Linked DNA regions of Mus musculus: regions 2 and 3 are each linked to region 1. Evidence: chromatin contacts called from public ChIA-PET and Hi-C data. All regions are on one chromosome and are shown on one strand. Each heading gives the region's core, a stretch centred on a gene start, on an enhancer-like site or on the middle of the called end of the contact. The rest is flanking DNA. Distances are from core to core; before and after follow the strand shown. Region 1 holds the start of Pou2f1 (POU domain, class 2, transcription factor 1). Region 2 overlaps Pou2f1 (POU domain, class 2, transcription factor 1). Region 3 has its middle 5.3 kb from the start of Gm33224.

The links. ChIA-PET counts read pairs in DNA pulled down with a chosen protein or histone mark. Hi-C and Micro-C count contacts between places; a contact is called where the count stands out from the background.
Region 2: a contact with region 1 is called in an SMC1A ChIA-PET map of the G1E-ER4 cell line, with 13 read pairs. The contact joins the enhancer-like site here to the promoter of Pou2f1 in region 1. A contact is called at or near these places in 1 of 15 datasets of contacts at CTCF or cohesin (the G1E-ER4 cell line), 14 of 484 Hi-C or Micro-C datasets (the Ba/F3 cell line, the G1E-ER4 cell line, the P5424 cell line and 9 more), 4 of 115 datasets of contacts at active chromatin or transcription factors (the SCID.adh cell line, embryonic stem cells, heart atrium and 1 more) and 2 of 9 other capture datasets (adipose tissue and pancreatic islet).
Region 3: a Hi-C map of pancreatic cancer cells shows a contact between it and region 1, with 4 times the contacts expected there. The contact joins the enhancer-like site here to the promoter of Pou2f1 in region 1. A contact is called at or near these places in 2 of 39 promoter capture datasets (frontonasal cranial neural crest and liver), 70 of 484 Hi-C or Micro-C datasets (the AML12 cell line, the C2C12 cell line, CD4 T cells and 30 more), 19 of 115 datasets of contacts at active chromatin or transcription factors (CD8 T cells, the HPC-7 cell line, the SCID.adh cell line and 14 more) and 3 of 9 other capture datasets (adipose tissue, embryonic trunk and pancreatic islet).

Annotation. Positions count from the first base shown.
Region 1 is chr1:166,000,885-166,004,212 of GRCm38.p6, forward strand. Pou2f1 (POU domain, class 2, transcription factor 1) reads right to left here and starts at 1,750. Exons shown (of 16, transcript NM_198932.3): 1 at 1,678-1,750. The coding sequence starts at 1,738.
Region 2 is chr1:165,968,099-165,971,314 of GRCm38.p6, forward strand. All of the region lies in intron 1 of Pou2f1 (POU domain, class 2, transcription factor 1), which reads right to left. Among named protein-coding and RNA genes, the nearest start is that of Pou2f1, 33 kb to the right of the region's middle. Within about 2 kb of position 1,358, at least 8 of the 459 cell types and tissues checked have an H3K27ac peak or open chromatin away from gene starts, as enhancers often do. A contact at or near this core is called in the G1E-ER4 cell line and the SCID.adh cell line, where this site is marked.
Region 3 is chr1:166,042,156-166,045,341 of GRCm38.p6, forward strand. It overlaps the pseudogene Gm7626. Among named protein-coding and RNA genes, the nearest start is that of Gm33224, 5.3 kb to the right of the region's middle. Within about 2 kb of position 1,781, at least 82 of the 459 cell types and tissues checked have an H3K27ac peak or open chromatin away from gene starts, as enhancers often do. A contact at or near this core is called in the AML12 cell line, the C2C12 cell line, CD8 T cells and 16 more, where this site is marked.

The DNA of each region.
Region 1 (3,328 bases), core at 500-2,999:
CTGTTTTTATGCTGGAAGGTCCCCAAGAGGATGTGTTTTGCCTGCGGAGGAGGGGACTCGAGTGGCAGTTGATGGGGGAGTCATTTTGGTTATTAGTAAATAAATCAAGCAGCAGAGAACAGGGCCTAGGCAACTAGGGCAGTCCAGGCCTAGTTCTCTCCTTGTCTTCCCAGCACAGACTGGGTTTGATCTCAGAGTCCTGTGGATTGCCAAGGAGGAGGAGAAGGAAAAAAAAAAAAAAAGAATCATATCGAACCACAAAAGCACATGGGGCGAATGTAAAATATAAACACGGCGTTGGGCTGTGAGTGGCTGTTATTAAAGGTCTGAATTACTAAACATGAGAGGCGGGGAAAGCCAGGCGGCCATTTCAAGAATATAAACCTCCCTGAATTAGACATTATTCAAATGAGAAGCAAGTAGAGAAGACCCAGCACGCAGCTAGAAAGCACTACCACACACAGTCAGGGAGGGGGATCTCCGTGTCTAGCCACCACCCCCGCTCCCCGCAGTACAGGAGAAATCTAGAATATGATCAACTTGTCAGGCCAGCCCTTTGAGGGCAGGAGGGCAATCCTTTACGGTCCAGTTCTCGGGTGACCTCCGAGAGCTCCGAGGCCTCAGAGCGAGAGGGTCCCCAAGGCTACCAGCGCGTGGGGGGGGGGGGATGTGCGCGGAGGAGCTACCAGACCCCGCGAGCACCTCCAACCCAACTGTCCCGCGCGACCCACAGCAGCGCGGACCTCTGGGTGAGGGCCCGGGACACACGGACAACCGAAGCCATTTCCACGGAGGGGAACTTCCCCGAGGGTTCCTCCCACCTAGCCCAGCCTCCAAAGGGTCCGGGGGACCCCAGAGCGAGCTCACAACCCGAAGGCCAGCTCACAGGGCCCACGCCACGCTGCCCCTAACCAGAGACACGGACTGGCTGGGGTCAGGCCGCTGCCCCGGGCACGAGCAGGGCGCGGCTGAGGGGCCCCGGGCCGTGACCCCCGGGCTCGGCCCCACGCGGACCCCCCGCACGGCCGGGGGCAGGGCACCACTCCCCGGTGCGTCCCGCAGCGAGCAGCGTTCCCCAGCCCGAGCCCGCGCCGGCTCCCAATCCTGGGGGGGCGCCGCGCGGGTGTCCGGCCACCGGGGTCCGCTCGGGCCCCGCCGCCCACCGGCATTGTGCTCGCCGCCACCTCTGGCCCCTCCACGCCCCCCCACCGCCCGTCCAGGTCTCCCGCCCGCACCCCGCCGCGCCCCGCCAGCCCAGCAGCTATGAATATGTAAAATGTCTTTATTGTCCTCTCCCGGTGCCCCGGCCCCGCCGCCTGCCGTGGACCCGCTTAGATTCGGGCACCGTGCGAGGAGGCGGCGGCGGCCGGCGGAGGAGGAGGGCCGGTGCCGGCGGGCGGGCCGGCGCGGCAGCCGCGGGGTGGGCCGGGGGCAGGAGGAGCGCGGTGGCTCACAGCCCCCTTTGCCCCGGGTCTTCTTCCCCCTCCGCCCGGCCGCTCCGAGCTCCTTTTCCCCCTCCGCTCGGCGCCCAGAGGGGGCTGTGTTCCCCGGCCCCCCATCTCCTCGCCGTTAATTATAATAATCCTGAGTACTAATAAATTATGCTAAGTCGCGGGGGGGGCAGCGGGAGCCCGGCTCGAGTATGAATATGAATATGTAAAATGCTGTAATGATTACCTGCTGCTGCTGCCGCCGCGGCTGAACTCTCATCTTGACTCGCTGCTCCTCCGTCCGCCATTTTGAATATTTTAACCAAAATCGCCCGGTCGATAAACCCTCCCTCGCTCCCGCTCCCCTCCCCCTCCCGCCCTGCTCGCCGCCTCCCTCCTCTCCGCACCCTCCCGTTCCTTCCTCTCCCGAGGCGCGCGCCAGGGGGCGCCCGAGGCCGGCGCTGCTCTCCGCCGGCCCCCTTGGAAGAGCTCCACCCCCCTGCGCGCGCGGTGCGCACGCGCGTCCAGGCTGCAGGGACCCCGCCCCCTCAGGCTTCTAAAGTGCCCCCTAACCTGCCAATCATCTCTTCCTTGTTTTGTTTTTTTTTCTTTCCCCCTCCCGTCCGCGCCGCTGTGCGCACGCGCAGTTTTCTCCACGCGCCGGAGAGGTAGGAAGCGCATGCGCGTCTCTTCGCCCCCTCCCTCCCCCCGGGAGCGCGGCTTCACCCCAAAGTGTAGTATGTCAAGTGCTTGTTTACGTCTCGGGATGGGCTTCCCGTCTTCCGTGTTAGTCCCCTCCCGGATAAGTTCGGGGTTTCCACGGCGGTACTGTAAAAGGGCAACATGCCCGGCGTCTCGCCGCGAGGACACGCGTGAGGGACTAGCGAGCGCTCCACGGCCGCGCACTTTTTCAGGACTCCCTCGCAGTTGACTGCGACAATGGAGGGGACCGCTCCCCGCCGAGGTAATTTCCGGCCCTGTGTGCAGGTGGGGGCGGAAACGCCCTCGGCGGGCAACGGGCACGAGGCACCTGCTGGGCCACGCGCGGACGTCCCGCTTTAAATTTGAATCCGAGCTAATCCCCGCCCCGCGCCTCAGCCCACGCCGCAGATTCGGGGCGGGGCCGGCGGGCGGACTCCTGGGGGCGTGTCCTGGCGGCTCTAATTAGCCAGGCAAAGAGTCGCCTCCACTTGTCGCGCGTGCCCGGCCCAGCCTCTGTGGGAGCGGCCGTCCGAGTCGCCCGGACGCCCTTGCACGCGCCCACCCGTGCGAAACAAACAGACCCCATCTGCGTAGGGATTCTTTTTTCTTTTTTTTTTTTTTTCTTCTGGAGCACCTTTTAAAGGCTAATTGTAAACTGACCTGATTAAAACCATGCAAGTTGGCAATAGCGCCAACGGTTACGAATTCTCTTTGCTCTGTCGTTCAGTAAATACGATCGCGGGGGGCGGGGGGTGGGGGTGGTGATATTCCTCTTGTGACCATCTTCCTAAGTAATTAGCCAAAATATTGCCCAGATTGCTCCTTTATTGCAAAAAAAAAAAAAAAAAAAAAAAAAAAAAAAGGCCTGGATGAAGACCCAAATCTATTTTACTAATTCTTGACAAGTCCCAAGATTTTCCTAAAAAAATTTCTAAGGATAAAAACAAAAATATTGTGTGGTAAGAATAAATAGGTCCTAGGCTGTCCTTGAGAGGGGTATTCCTAAGTTTCAACTGGGTAAAACTGCAGGTTCTGCACACACACACACTCACACACACACACAGCCCTAAACACCCTAAATAAACAGATCCCTACCTGGAAGCAATTATTTTAGCGGTTAAAGTTTTCATTGTGAGCCCGAGGTTGCTTGTTGAATTCTTTACTCTGCACAAGTACACCTAAAACTGTCTGTCTGT
Region 2 (3,216 bases), core at 108-2,607, 33 kb before region 1:
AAATTACCTGAAAATGTGTACATGTGTACATATTCCCAATATTTGCTGAGATGTTGTAAAAGTAGTACTTTTAAACTACTTTAAAGTCAGCTACAATTTTATAAAATCTTACTTTATAGTTGATACTTATTTAATTAATGCCCAATCACATTACACTACACAGTGTATTCAGAAGCCACAATCAACTCCTAGTACCAGTGAGTAGACTTAAAACTTAAAACTTTGCACTATCTCAAAGGCAACTGTAATAACAGGCAAAATTAAAACACTGTATGCCCTTTCCAAAATAGCTATTTTGAAAGGATGTTTTTCAGCTAGACTTATGTGCATGTACATGGAAGTAGGTCAGTTATAGACCAAAAATTGTCTAAAACAAATGAAAAAAACATTAAAGGGAAAGGCCATGAATTTGGGAGAGCACAAAAGGTGCATGGGAGGAGTCTGAGGGAAGAAAATGGTGTAATTTTAATTTCAAAAAACAAAAGTTGAGAGAAAGAAAACAACCACTTCGAATCACTCTTTGAATGGATATGGATATGGTTATTTTAGGGTTCACATGTGTAGACGTTAACACCACTAACTCTAATTCTCAAATGCAGCACTACAGACTTTTTGAACAAGGCAATTCTCTTTGGGAAAGAAAAGTGGACAGGTCTGTTCACTCTAGGGTATTTACAAGAGAGTGTCTGATCATTGCCTCTCCCTGGGAAGAACGGGATGAACAAAATTTGTGCCTAGGTAGGAACCACATCACAGGGTACTTCAACAAGCTATCTCACAAACCCCATTTAAATTTAAACGTATTTTACTTGTTTATTCATTTAGTGTGTGTCCTTTGCATGTGACAACTTGCAACAGTCACTTTTCTCCTTCCACCAGGTGGAAGGAATTGAACTCAGGTCATCAGTCTTTTCAGCAAACACTCTTAACACAGAGCCACCTTGACAGGCATCATAGTCCTATTTTTAAGTAGACAAGGAAACCAACATGAGAGCTCATGCTAGAGACCTAACACCCAAGAGGCTGAGGTTAGGAGAGCGCTGCCAAGTCTGAGACCAGCCTGTTAACTACACAGGGGTTTCCTGGCCTACAGCATGAGACCATGACTCCAAAAATGCAAAACAAAACAGTATACATCAAGAGCTAAGACCATATCTCAGTCAGTAATGCACTCCCTGACACGCTTGAGCCTGTGAGTACAATCCTCCCCAGGACAAAAATCAAACAAACAAAACAACAAAACAGAAAAAACCCAAACCTTATACAAATATTTTCAGCAGCTGAATACTTACTAAATTCTCACTAGCCTTCACTACACTGAACAAGGTCTCTTATCTAATTACTAACATGGTAGTTTAAGGAAATACTGAGCTTGGGGCACAACAGATAAACAAAATTACTTTATCACTGTCAACTATCCTATTAGTTTTTCTTACAAATTCTGTCTTAAACCCACGGCTTCTCCACATCTTTTCTAACTACTTCAACTACCAAGCCTTTCCTATCCAGACTGTGTTTTCCCTGTCCCCTCAGCTTTTACTCCACTCATTCACTCAGCTATGAGCCACTGACTGCCTGGTACATGCAGTTTTCTACATACTAAGAATACACTATTAACAAAACTCTCAACAAAATTATTTTATCTAACTAGGTGTGGTCACACATGATTTCTATACTAGCAGAGAGTTGAGTATATTACTATGTCTATGAAGCATCACCTGTGTCATTGTTTTGTAAACACTCTTCTCCATCTTCTGGTATAGAGACAGACAAGTAGACCAATGGAATAGAATTGAAGACCCAGAAATGAACCCACACACCTATGGTCACTTGATCTTCGACAAGGGAGCTAAAACCATCCAGTGGAAGAAAGACAGCATTTTCAACAATTGGTGCTGGCACAACTGGTTGTTATCATGTAGAAGAATGTGAATCGATCCATACTTATCTCCTTGTACTAAGGTCAAATCTAAGTGGATCAAGGAACTTCACTTAAAACCAGAGACACTGAAACTTATAGAGGAGAAAGTGGGGAAAAGCCTTGAAGATATGGGCACAGGGGAAAAATTCCTGAACAGAACAGCAATGGCTTGTGCTGTAAGATCGAGAATTGACAAATGGGACCTAATGAAACTCCAAAGTTTCTGCAAGGCAAAAGACACCGTCAATAAGACAAAAAGACCACCAACAGATTGGGAAAGGATCTTTACCTATCCTAAATCAGATAGGGGACTAATATCCAACATATATAAAGAACTCAAGAAGGTGGACTTCAGAAAATCAAATAACCCCATTAAAAAATGGGGCTCAGAACTGAACAAAGAATTCTCACCTGAGGAATACCGAATGGCAGAGAAGCACCTGAAAAAATGTTCAACATCCTTAATCATCAGGGAAATGCAAATCAAAACAACCCTGAGATTCCACCTCACACCAGTCAGAATGGCTAAGATCAAAAATTCAGGTGACAGCAGATGCTGGCGTGGATGTGGAGAAAGAGGAACACTCCTCCATTGTTGGTGGGATTGCAGGCTTGTACAACCACTCTGGAAATCAGTCTGGCGGTTCCTCAGAAAATTGGACATAGTACTACCGGAGGATCCAGCAATACCTCTCCTGGGCATATATCCAGAAGATGCCCCAACTGGTAAGAAGGACACATGCTCCACTATGTTCATAGCAGCCTTATTTATAATAGCCAGAAGCTGGAAAGAACCCAGATGCCCCTCAACAGAGGAATGGATACAGAAAATGTGGTACATCTACACAATGGAGTACTACTCAGCTATTAAAAAGAATGAATTTATGAAATTCCTAGCCAAATGGATGGACCTGGAGGGCATCATCCTGAGTGAGGTAACACATTCACAAAGGAACTCACACAATATGTACTCACTGATAAGTGGATATTAGCCCAAAACCTAGGATATCCATCTTCTTCTGATTGGTCAAAGGCAGTGGAATTAGAAAGGCTGGACTTCTTCTAATCCCAACCAGGGATCCCAGTGAGAGAAGGACCACATGGAGAGACCAGGAGGTTTCCATATATCAGGACACAGCAGGGGACAAATGGATCAGAGAAAGCCAAGGCAAGACCAGATTGGCAAGTAACTGGGCATTTTTCTGATATTAACAGCTTTAAAGGGTTAGAATAGCTCAGAACCTGCTGCCCAGCCTAGGCTTACAGTTTGTTAATAAACTTAACAGGTCTTTGTG
Region 3 (3,186 bases), core at 531-3,030, 41 kb after region 1:
TTTTTTTTTTTTTTTTTTTTTTTTTTAATATTTAGGGTTGACCCCTTCAGAGTGATAAAGTCTTGCCAACCCATTCAACCACTGGTGTTTGAGAAACACCAACTTCTTTGATTTGACATGTTCACAGTTAGAGAAGAATTTTGTCTCTCAGAATGAATTGCATCACAAATATTATCCATATGCCTGATTAAAATGATATTTAGATGAGACATAAGACTATAGAGGTGATACTGAAATCACTGGGATGATATAAAAGTGTATTTTCTACATAAAGAAGATATGAATTTGGGGTGAGGAAGCAAAGATGGACTGCTATAGATATTTGTGCTGTACCCATTTATGTGTTGAAACCTAACTCCTGGTATGATGGTATCATGAGGACTTTGAGAAGAACTTGGATCATGAGAGTGGAACCTTCAGGAAAAGGATTCGTGCCCTTCTAGGAAGAGATCTAAGAAGGCTCACCTCTTCTCTCTGCTCTCCACCATGTGAAGAAAGCTAGAAAGAAAGAGAGCCCTCGACAGACGGCAGATCTACCAGCAATCTCTTCTTGGACCTCACAGCCTCTAGAACTGTGGAAGGAAAGTGTCCAGCCTAGGGTATTTTGTCATAGACACCCAAATACAGTGAGACGGTTTCTACTGAACTCTGTTCAGTATAGAATCTGTAGTGTAGGCACTAGAGCTGCCTTTCCTGGGCCCCTTAATCAATTCATTTTACCAAGTTCTGACCTCAAACTTATATCGAAAGGACATTTGCTGAGGTCTAGCCTATCAAATAAGACTTATTATGACCACTTCACCTGCTGGTTCATACTCAACCTTCAGGAGGCATTCAGGGCAGAGAACTCAGAGAAGTTCAAGGCACAGACTCTGGAGATGAGCTAGGTTCTGTCCTGGCCCTGACGTTAACTGGTTTCTATGAGTAAAGTGTCAGTATCCCCATACCTTCACCCCCAAAACGGCAGAAGATGGCAGTGTCTGCTCCTTAGACTGTATGGGAAGACTAGATAGAACAATGGACACACGTGCATGCAGTAGTCCTTGTTCCCCAACAAGACTTCATTCTACTAGAAGCCAATTGACCCTGAGCTTGGCACTGTGTTCCCTTTTTATTTCTTTTAGACAGCCAATTTTTTTTTTTTAATTGGGGGAATGGGTCTCTAGGGGCGGACCTGGGGCCCTCACTGCACAGCTCGCTCATTGGCACCATCTCCAGAATCCTGTGGCTTCATCACATCTGGAAGCTCTGGAGGGCTGAGAAGGGCTTGACGCGCGGAGCTTCGAAGGTGTCATCTGCTCGGAAGGCCAGGTCCACTGTGGCTGGCGCCTGTGGCCATGCTGTCTAACTAGTGAAGCCACACTCGGAGTTTTTCCATCATCAAGAAGCTGGTCGTCCTTGTAAAGTCGCTGCTCCTCTGGCGGCCGCTTGAGGATGCCCTCGAGGAGATGCGCTCCAGTTCCAACAGGGTGCTCTAGCTTCCTTAATGTTCTTAAAGATGGTGGTCTTGCGCGGGATCATAAGAAACACGTCCATCCCCGCGGCTGCTTCAGGCTCAATTAGCTAGCGCGGCTGCGCTCCGCCCCGCCCCTTCTGTGTTACTTTTATCATCAGTATTGTCCCACTCCAAGGTTTATACTCTCAACCTTACACTGTCAACTTAAGATACTGCACAGTGCAGCACTGATTAATCAGTAGCAGGGTGTTTCCTCCTCTGTGTCATCACTACACTCTGGGTTTAATGTCTCCCATCCCCCACCCAGTAACTGTGTCAGGCTTGTGGGATAGGTTTGTGACTTAGCAAGTGTTTACCTAGTACATAGCATGTCCAAGGCCCCAGCTTCATTCCCTGGCACAACAAAACAAAACAAAGGCAACTGTGGGCTCGTGAGTCAGCTCGCCATCAGCCACCAGCTGCTTCCTGCCTGTAGGATGCAGCTTTTGTCTCCCACATACTCTCAGCATAAAACCCTGGTCCAAGCACACACAAACCAAACGCCCACAGTTGAATGGTTCAGTGAGTGAATTAATGAAAATTATCACTGAAACAGCATCTCAACCTTGCTTCTTACAAATAAAATATAATTTAATCTCAAAACATTACATTTACTTCGTGTATATGTAAGGGGGTGGGGTGGGGGTGGGGAGATTACATACTCAGACCATGAGCAAGCTTGTGTGAGCCCCAGAGATCAGACGAAGGTCGTCTGCCTTGGTGGCAAACACTTCTACCCACTGAGCTATCTAGCTGGCACCTATATCATTTTTCAGTGACAGCATCCTTAATGTGGCCCTCCCCAGAAAAAAAGTCTTCATTTTTTAATCTACACTATTAATACTTCACATTTTTTAAAACGGTTTCTTTCAGGATCTTTTAGATTGATAGGAAATAACTGAAAGCACTGTTGAGTTTCCCTACGCCGGCCCAATTTCCCCTCTAGTTGACATTTTACATTTGCCACAATGAATGACCCAGTTCTAATACATTTTTATTAATAAAAGTCCACACTCTCCCCACGATCTCTTTGGGTTTCCTGTTTTCCCAGCGTAGCCTTTGCTGCCCCAGGTCCCTCCCTGTTCCAGCATGCTGTGTTTAGTTGCTACATCTCCTTGGCTTCTCTTGGTTGTGGTGGTTTCTCTCTAAGATCTGAAAAAGTCCCATTTGGGGGGCGTGGGGGGTTGTTCAGGTCAGCCTCCTCCATGACCCTAGCCAGCTGTCATTTTCCTGGAAGGGACTCTTGGATGCAGCTGAGGAAGGTTAAAGGGGGCACAGAATGGGCTGATGGACAGGCTTGAATGAAATTCATTGCTCTTGGCCTTCTAATGAGGTGCATGGCCAATGGCCTTGGGAGGATGCAGCCTCGGAAATACAGCAGAGTCTAACAATCTAGGAAACACAGCACAGTCTAAACCGTGACACACCAGGGACGGGCCATCTGCTTGGGCAGATTTTGGTGGCTTCTCTCAGTAGTCTTGTTAGGCCTGAGCAAGCCAGGGGCAGTGACCTCTCTTCTTGCCATTCACTGACTTTGCTTTCCTCTGGAACCAAATGCTTGCAATCCAGCGTCAGTCGATCCATCTCGTAGGTATACATCCAGGGGATCGAAACTCACACCCCATCATGCTCTCTGGCCACATCACATCAGAGGACGACCCACTGGCAGTGCAGGTGCCCTTTCCATTTCC